Regions from separate parts of the Mus musculus genome. Here region 1 is linked to region 2. The links are chromatin contacts, called in public capture Hi-C maps. All regions are on one chromosome and are shown on one strand. Each heading gives the region's core, a stretch centred on a gene start, on an enhancer-like site or on the middle of the called end of the contact. The rest is flanking DNA. Distances are from core to core; before and after follow the strand shown. Region 1 overlaps Gm40102 (a long non-coding RNA gene). Region 2 overlaps Cd160 (CD160 antigen).

Region 1 (4,507 bases), core at 123-2,622, 750 kb before region 2:
TGCTCAGATCCTCACCGCCCATGTAGAATGGCACCCAGATGTATGCTGGTAACACCATTGGGCTGTAGAGACAAGCAGGTCCAGAGAGCTCATTGGTCAGCCAGTCTAGCTTAAACCATTAACCATAGGATCATTGAGAAACCCTGTCTCAAGCCAGTAAAGTAGGGAGCAATAGGGGAAGCTACCCAGTATTTGCTGTGTCCTTTGTGTGTGCATGGTCATCCATATCTTTATACCCCTCACATATTTTACTGAGATGTCTTCCTGGGGTGATGCAAACAATGTCTCACCTTCCTCCTAAGGTTCCAATGACAAACAGGTACAATTACACTAAGAAGCCAATGAGTTTATTGGGCTTACAGAGCACAGTGAGGGGTTACTTACTGTGGGTGCCCACCATGCCACACCAGGCAGTCTTAATCTAGGAGGAATATTGGCTTCTCCATAGCCACATAGATGGAGCCCTTCTCCCCAGTCATCCTCAGCCTGTATACTCTAGCGACATGTAATTAGAGCAGAGTTATGTACAACAGGTAGAAGGGGGCAGCTAGACACTCATTTGAGGTTCTGGTGACCACCCCTGCCCTTCTATGAGGGGAATCAACAGTCACCAAGCCCAGTGGGGATAATCCTTTGCAAGTTAGCACAGCTGAAGCCCACATGATGGCAGCTGTTTGTCTTGTAGAACAACTCTGTACAACATACACTGTATATGAGAGAAGGGGTTGGGGAGAAAGAAAGGAAGGAGAAAGAAAAGGGAATATGGTTACAAACTAAGAGCTAGAAAAACCTAGGAACATAAAAATTTAAACACATGACCAATGGTTTGAGTATGTTTTCTATTGCCATAGCAAAGACCATGACCAAAAACAACTTATGGAAGAAAGAAATTATTTGCGTTTACAGTACCAGAAAGGTAAGACTCTACTGTGGTTGGGAATCGGGGCAACAGGAAACAGGGAGCTGAGAGCTCATGTTTCAGACTGCAAACAGTAAGTCAAGAGCAAACTGAATGGCGCAGAGCTGTTAAAACTTCAAAGCCTATCCCCAGTGCCATTCTTCCTCCAGCAAGTCTACACCTGAATCTAGCCAAACAGCAGCACCAGGGGGATCCAGGCATTTAAACATCAAGGCCTGGGTGGGACATTCATGTTCAAACCACCACACCATCCAGAGCTAAAGCCAGAAAATTGAGACAGACTCCTAACTAGCAATGTGATTGGAGTAGTAGTTAAAAATCTCCCCAGAAAAAGAACTCAGGGGTGAATGTGGGCCTGGATACCAGTGGTTTTCCACGAATATCTCTGTCCAGGCCAGGTGCAAGGGTTCCAGCAAAAGGAAGGGAGTGCAGGCAGGAAGACAAAGTCTCTGCCACGCCTTCCAGGTCTCTTGGTAACTCCCAGCAGCTCTGAACTGAGCCGACTATCCAGTGAGGAGTGTGGCGGGAAGCTCAGTGGCTCTTCGGGAGAGAAGATCTCTTTCCAAGTTTACATACAGCTCTTAGAACAAAAGACTCAGACAAAGGAATAGTTCTCGAGTACTTTTAATTTCCTGGATGGATTTATATACAGTTCTGGGGGTGATTCAGGGTTCGACAGCAGGTATCTTACATTGGCTAGGACTGAGAGTTTGGGGGAAACCTCAAATTTGCATGTGGGAAGGCTTGGTGCTGTTCCTATATGACTGAAAGCCACCTGCCTCTCCTGTGGGGCCTGTGGGAGTGGTAACTTCAACAGGAGCCAGGGGTCCAGGAGACATGACGGAATGCCTTCCATCCCATGTAGGTGGAAATTACCACCCATTGGGTCCCACCAGGGTTCAAGACCTCAGCTCAACTGGAGACCAGGCTGTCTGTGCATAGCCTGTCCCACGGGTGAAGAGATTACTTCCTGAATTTTAGGAAAATATAAAACACTTCTTGAAATGGTCTACAAAACAGAAACAAGAATGAGCACTTCCATATTCATTCTATAAAGTCAGCATTGCCCTGACATCAAAACCAGGTATCACAGCATAACAACAACAACAACAACAACAACAACAACAACCCTACAGACCAATCTGATGAACGCCTGAAATAAATGCTAACAGAATGCTTGAAAACTGAGCTCAAGAACACATCGAGATCATACATCATGAGCAGCTTTGTTTCATCCCAGCAATGCCACACTGACTCAATATATGCAAGGTAGTAAATGTAACAGCATGCTAATAGACCTACAGACAAAACTCTTATGATCATCTTGATGGACGCAGAAAATGCATTTGATAAAGTTCAGAAGAGTCTTCGTGAATAAGTCATCGAAGAAAGTTGAAATTGATGGAGCACACCACAACCTAATAAAGGCTATATACAATGGGCATAGCCAATGTTATACTAAAGAAAACATCATTTATTTTTTTCTAAAAGTCTAGAATGAGACAAAGGTACCCATTCCTTCGATTCTTATACAAAATATGTTCAAACTCTGGCCAAAGCAATAAAACAAGAGAAATAGATAAAACAGATTTTAAAAAATGGAAAAGAAGTAAAAATATTCCTATTTGCAAATGACATAATTCTATACTTAAAAGACTTCACAGATTCCAACAGAAGGATATTAGACCTCTTTCGGTGACGTTTTAGGACGTAAAAATCAACATTATTTTTATGTATATATACTAATTTGGCTACACACGCATTTGCTGAGAAATCAGGGCAAATATCCCATTCACAATAGCTTCAAAAATATCAAGGAATATACCTAACCAGGGAGGTGGAAGACCCCTAAAATGAAAATATGAACACACTGGAAAAAAATTGATAAGACACTAGACTATGTCAAAAACTTCCTGGAGTGGCAGACTTAATATTATGAACATGACTCTACTATCAAAATCTATTACATTATAGATTTATCAAATCTATAGATTTAATGTAATCCCTATCAAAAATCTAGTGACATTCTTCACAAAGTCAGAGAAAACAATTCTAAAGTTCAAATGGAAGTACAGCCATAGGAATTTTAGGAGTAGAAAGCACAGTGCCAGAAGGCTCATAATACCTGATGTCAAATTGTACTTCGCAGGTTGTTGTGGTGCTTGGGAGGCAGAGGCAGAGGCAGACAATTTCTGAGTTTGAGGCCAACTTGGTCTACATAACAAGTTCCAGGCCAACCAGGGCTGCACGGTAAGACCATGTCTCCAAAACCAAACACAATTTACAGAGCCATAGTGACAAAGATAGTATATTAATGGAATAGAATGTATACCTTGGTAAATATACACATAATAGAGAAAATAAATACCCAGAAATAAACCCACATGGCTGTGGCCACCTAATTTTTGACAAAGTTGCCAAAATGTGCTTGAAATAAGATAACCTATTAAATAAACGGTGCTTGCAAGTCTGAATTTCCACAGGCGGAAAAATCAGCTTAGATTCATCTCTCTTACCTTTAGCAAAATCAGTTCAGTGCGAACCAAAGAACGTGATTTAAAACGGTAAACGCCTAAATAGCTAAAGGAAAACATGAGGAATACTTCAAGATAGAGATAAGGGCAAGAACTTTGAGGAGAACTCCAGTAGCACAAGACTGGGATCACGTGGTGTTCAAATGTTTCTGCACAGCAAGAGGACCTGCCAGCAGAGCAAACAGCCTGCAGGGTGGGAAAGACAGCTTTCCCCAGTATGCCTAATATGGGGTTAATATCTAGAACAACTAAAGAACAGCAAAAACTAAACACCAAAAAATCCAAAACTGCCCATTAGGAAACGAATCAATGGACTGAAAAAACAGTTCTCAAGAACTACAAACAGCCAGTAATTATTTTTAAAGTATTCAACAGCCTTAGCCATAAGGAAATTGCAAGCTAAAACTTGCCACGCAAGCATAAGGACCTAAATTCAACCCTTAGTGCACACACACACACACACACACACACACACAGACAGAGACAGAGAGAGAGAGACACAGAGAGAGAGAGACAGAGAGAGAGAGAGAGAGAGAGAGAGACAGAGAGACAGAGAGACAGAGAGAGAGGAGGGGAGGGGGAGTGTGAGGGAGAGGGGGAGGGAGAGGGAGAGGAAGAGGGGGAGGGGAGGGTGAGGGAGAGGGAGAGGGGGAGGGGGAGGGAGAGGGAGAGAGGTCATATGCTTATAACCCCAGCACTGGGGATGTAGAGAAGAGCTCCCAGGGGTTTATTGGCCATCCAGCCTAACATCACTGGTTAGGTCCAGTCCAATGAGAGACACCCCACCCCCACCCCATCTTAGTCAAGGTCTCTATTCCTGCACAAACATCATGACCAAGAAGCAAGTTGGGAAGGAAAGGGTTTATTCGGCTTACACTTCCATACTGCTCTTTATCACCAAAGGAAGTCAGGACTGGAACTCAAACAGGTCAGGGAGCAGGAGCTGATGCAGAAGCCATGGAGGAATGTTCTTTACTAGCTTGCCTCCCCTGGCTTGCTCAGCCTGCTCTCTTATAGAACCCAAGACTACTAGCCCAGAGATGGCACCACCCAC
Region 2 (4,214 bases), core at 676-3,175:
ACTCACTATAACATTTTTACTTAACAGCCTTCTTAATTTTTAAATTTAGTTTAAAACATAAACTTGCCAGTTTGGAGGGCCATCCCTGTAATCACAGTTGGGTAAACTGAGGTAAAAGGCAAACAGGTTTTCTGAGTCAGAGTTTTTCAGTGTAGTGCTGGGTGTCTCAGAACTCACTCTGTAGACCAGGCCGGCCTCTGCCTCCAGAGCACTGGGATTCGTGTGTGCTACCAGTGAGGACCTGTACACACTCTTCTGTAAGCTTGTCCTCTTTTTCCAAGCTTGCTAAGGTCTGCAAAGGCTTTGGACCCCTTCCCTTGGGTTTTCTTGGAGTTCTGATATTTTCTTCTCCTTTGCCCTATTTTTCTCTTTCCTTTTTCCCCCATTTTCCTTTCCTCTGTTTTTTTTCCTCTTATCCCTCCAGTCACTCATTTCTGTCCCCATTTCATTAAAATCTCTTGGTACCACTGATACACAGGCAGCCTCTCACTGACTGAAATGTTGGTATAAGGCACATGCCTGAGTAATATCCTCTTCTATGAATGGATCAAATGTATCAAATCGGTGTCCTGTTGTTTTGTTTCTTTTGTTTGAATGCTTTTTAAAGTGTGGACATAATTTTGCATAACAGAGACTAGAATATAAAAATATAAATAACAGTAATATAAATATTAGGAGAGAATAAGCTCAGCCTGAGGGAAACCTTATGGAAACAAAATCGGAAACTAAGCAACTTTTTTAAATTAAAACTTCATCGTAAAGACTTTGCAAATAGGAAAAAAAAATCACACACTAAAACTAGCCCAACTCAAAGTCTATTTATCGCAGTAAACTTCTATACAGCCAGGACAGCCATTCTGAAGCTGTGAGACTGCATGTCAGATTTTACTCCTTCACTATCCAATATGGTTTTTAGTTCTTAGGAATCACCGAGATATCCACTATAGAGTTGAAACTAGAACAAAATTAGCTTCATATCTTCTTTCATGATACAAGTGCCCTTCACCTGAATTCAGTCCTTCCCCTAATTGTTTTCCTGTTCTCCTTTCTACATATTATACTTTGCCACATGTATTTACATGCGTATTCATATATATATATATATATATATATGCATAAATGTATGTATATACACACATATATACACACATATGTATATAACACGGGCTATTCACCAAAGGAGCCCAGGAAAAATAGGCAAAGTCTCTCTGCCCAGCCCCCAGCCCCTGATTCTTCTCTCCACTTCTGCTTTGCTAGATCTTTTTCTATGTCTCCCTTCAGCTTTACCCTGAAGTTCTCTTCATCTCCACCACACTTTGAGCAAACCCAACAAGTACCTAAAACAGGGAGCTGGCCACAGAGGCCTGGAAGCCTTCACCTAATGAGTTTCTCCTGTGCTTTTCAGGAGTGTGCAGCCACAGACCAGCAAAGTCAACATTTCCGTGAAATTCCTGGGGCTGACAACAGCATGCAAAGAATCCTGATGGCCCCTGGCCAAAGCTGCTGTGCCCTGGCCATCCTGCTGGCAATTGTGAACTTCCAACATGGTGGTGAGGACAGATCCCGGGGCAGAGAGCCATGGAGAACCCTGGGCTCAGGGGAAGGATGTTCCCCACGCATGTTTTCATTTATCTGTGAAGATCCCTGATTCTTCCAGACATGTGAAGGAACCCCTAAGCTCTCTAGATTATAGTAACGGTATAATTTGATAGTAATTGTTTAATTTTGTGGTTATAGATAAGATTTGTAAGTGTTACAGTTGTGAGGGGGAAGGTACCCTGGCAGTCGGGAGCCAAGGCATTTCACAAAGTCACACCACACAACACACCTCACACAAGAGTTTCGTTGGGAGAGTTTATGGTGTCCCTCTGCTGGAGAAAGAAGCAGCAAAGAACTAAGCAGGAGGCAGGCTTCATGTAGGGTTTCTTGGGAGAGGGGGAGCTTTCCAGGGTGCCCCGACATTGGTGGGATTCTGTGGCCTGATCTTGGGGCAAGCTCAGGGATTGGTGGGATTTTGTAGCCTGATTGTGGGCTTTTTTTTTTTCCCTGTAGGGCGGGGCCTGGCCATTCACCTGTCTTGATGGGCTGGAAATGGCAATTGCAGCCACTAGAGATGTCTGGGGGCAGGAGCTACCCTGGAGCCTTGAGGGTCTCACAGATCTACATTTAAATAAGCTCAGTGTGTCAGGAATGCTGCACTCTCTGCCTGCCTTACCCTGACACTCTACAGTGTCTGGGAAGTACAGCCTGTGAGAGAAGAGAGTTAGACCCATCTGTGCCTTCAGGTCATGGGGCCTGTAAACTTCAAAAAAAGGAAGGAAGGAAGGAAGGAAGGAAGGAAGGAAGGAAGGAAGGAAGGAAGGCAGGCAGGCAGGGAGGCAGGGAGGGAGGGAGGGAGGGAGGGAGGGAGGAAGGAAGGAAGGAAGGAAGGAAGGAAGGAAGGAAGGAAGGAAGGAAGGAAGGAAGGAAAGAAGGAAGGCAGGCAGGCAGGCAGGCCAGCTTCCTGAGAAATCTTTAAGAATATATAGTCTTTGGTGTGTATCTGTCATGGTGTAAGGACAGAGCTTGGAGTCATCCAGGCAGTGCTCCTCACAACCAACCTGTTTTTGACCTTGGTGTAGGAGGGGTTTAAGCTTTTATGGGCAGAGACTGGGGCACTCCCATGACTGACTCCTTCCTCTACAATCTGTGCCAACTCTGACAACGTGAATGGGAAATAAAAACATCTGACTCCTGGACAAAATAATTAGAATATAAATTTTCTGAGAATGTGTATGTTTTCAAATCTATCTTTGGAAACCTATTGTTGTCTCAGTTAGGGTTTTTCTGCTGTGAACAGACACCATGACCAAGGCAACTCTTTACTGCTTCTGATCTTTGGCTTGAAAAGCTGCTTGAGGACCTCTCCTGTCATGTCTGATCCCTGTTCCACCTTCCTGGAGCATCATCCCCCGCTCACGCCATTTCTTTTCTGTCCTTACTTCCTGTAGATTCCAATACAGCCTTCCTGTAGTGAGAATTTTGGCTTCTTTGAAAAACACAGAAATATTACAAGAATATAAGCCGGGCGTGGTGGTGCATGCCTTTAATCCCAGCATTCTGGAGACAGAGGCAGGCGAGTTCCTAAGTTTGAGGCCAACCTGGTCTACAGAGTGAGTTCCAGGACAGCCAAGGCTACCCAGAGAAACCCTGTGTCGAAAAACAAAAAAATAAAAATAAAAAAAATATTACAAGAATATGCTTTCATTTAAATCCCAGGTGTGGAACACGAGGCTGCTTCGGACTGTCTGCAGCAGCTGACTATGATTTGCCTCATGCTCAAGCAAGGGCATGATTTTTCCAGCTGCAGATAGTTTCTGTGATTGTGTGACATTTGGAATTCTGGGACTTTACAGAGGGTACATAAATGCTAGAGCCTCGAGAGATGGAGTGGGTTGTTGCCTGATGACCACAGTTTATTAAGTAGTAGTATTAGTGTGCAAAGAAGAAACAAGAAGAAATTAGATATCCTGCCCGGGAAGAGCAAACTTGCCCCAAGGATCTCAACAGCCCTAATCAACAAGAAGTAGTCTAACAGGAAGTAGTCTAACAGGAAGTAGTCTAACACTAACGTTGCCCCCTTACCCCCATCCCTTCTCTCTCCCATCTTGACTTTCTGATGTACAACCAGTTTTTCTCCTTGAAGTAGGAAGCCATTCCAGAGCACCTGTTTGCATCCGTTCACACAGGAACAAACCTTGGTCTGGCAAACACATTCTCCCCACTGTGTAGGGCTTCCCCCTACCCACCCACCCGCCCAACCACCTCCAGGCCTGGGACACTGCTTCTGCCTCCACCTCTATCAAGGAACCATGACTTGAAATCTCAGTGTTCACCATAGAACAAAGTGCAGTACTTTGCCAATTCTACTCTGGGCTGCATATTTGAGAGCAGAGCTGTGATGGTGTGAATGCAATGTCCTAGTAAATCTTGGGCATTGAATCCTTGTTCCCCAGTAGTGGCTGCTTGGGAAGGATTGAGCCATATGACTCTGTTGGAGATGTGTCACTGGGTGCAGGCTTGAGGGATCAAAATCTTCTGTCCACTCTCACTGTGCTGTCTCCTGCTCACACTTTGAGATGTGAGTTCTCAGCTGCTCATGCCACCATGCTTCTGCTCTGACATCATGGACTCTAACCCTCCCAGAAAAAGCACTTTCTTCTCTAAGTTGCCTT

What was found. Capture Hi-C pulls out chosen DNA fragments and counts their contacts.
Region 1: a contact with region 2 is called in a capture Hi-C map of embryonic stem cells, with 4 times the contacts expected there. The contact joins two enhancer-like sites. A contact is called at or near these places in 2 of 115 datasets of contacts at active chromatin or transcription factors (both in embryonic stem cells) and 1 of 9 other capture datasets (embryonic stem cells).

The regions. Positions count from the first base shown.
Region 1 is chr3:97,552,491-97,556,997 of GRCm38.p6, reverse strand. The region is part of intron 2 of Gm40102 (a long non-coding RNA gene); the gene reads right to left. Among named protein-coding and RNA genes, the nearest start is that of Gm40102, 8.4 kb to the right of the region's middle. Within about 2 kb of position 1,372, at least 3 of the 459 cell types and tissues checked have an H3K27ac peak or open chromatin away from gene starts, as enhancers often do. A contact at or near this core is called in embryonic stem cells, where this site is marked.
Region 2 is chr3:96,806,127-96,810,340 of GRCm38.p6, reverse strand. It overlaps Cd160 (CD160 antigen), which reads left to right. Exons shown (of 5, transcript NM_018767.3): 2 at 1,406-1,550. The coding sequence starts at 1,469. Among named protein-coding and RNA genes, the nearest start is that of Cd160, 6.3 kb to the left of the region's middle. Within about 2 kb of position 1,925, at least 15 of the 459 cell types and tissues checked have an H3K27ac peak or open chromatin away from gene starts, as enhancers often do. A contact at or near this core is called in embryonic stem cells, where this site is marked.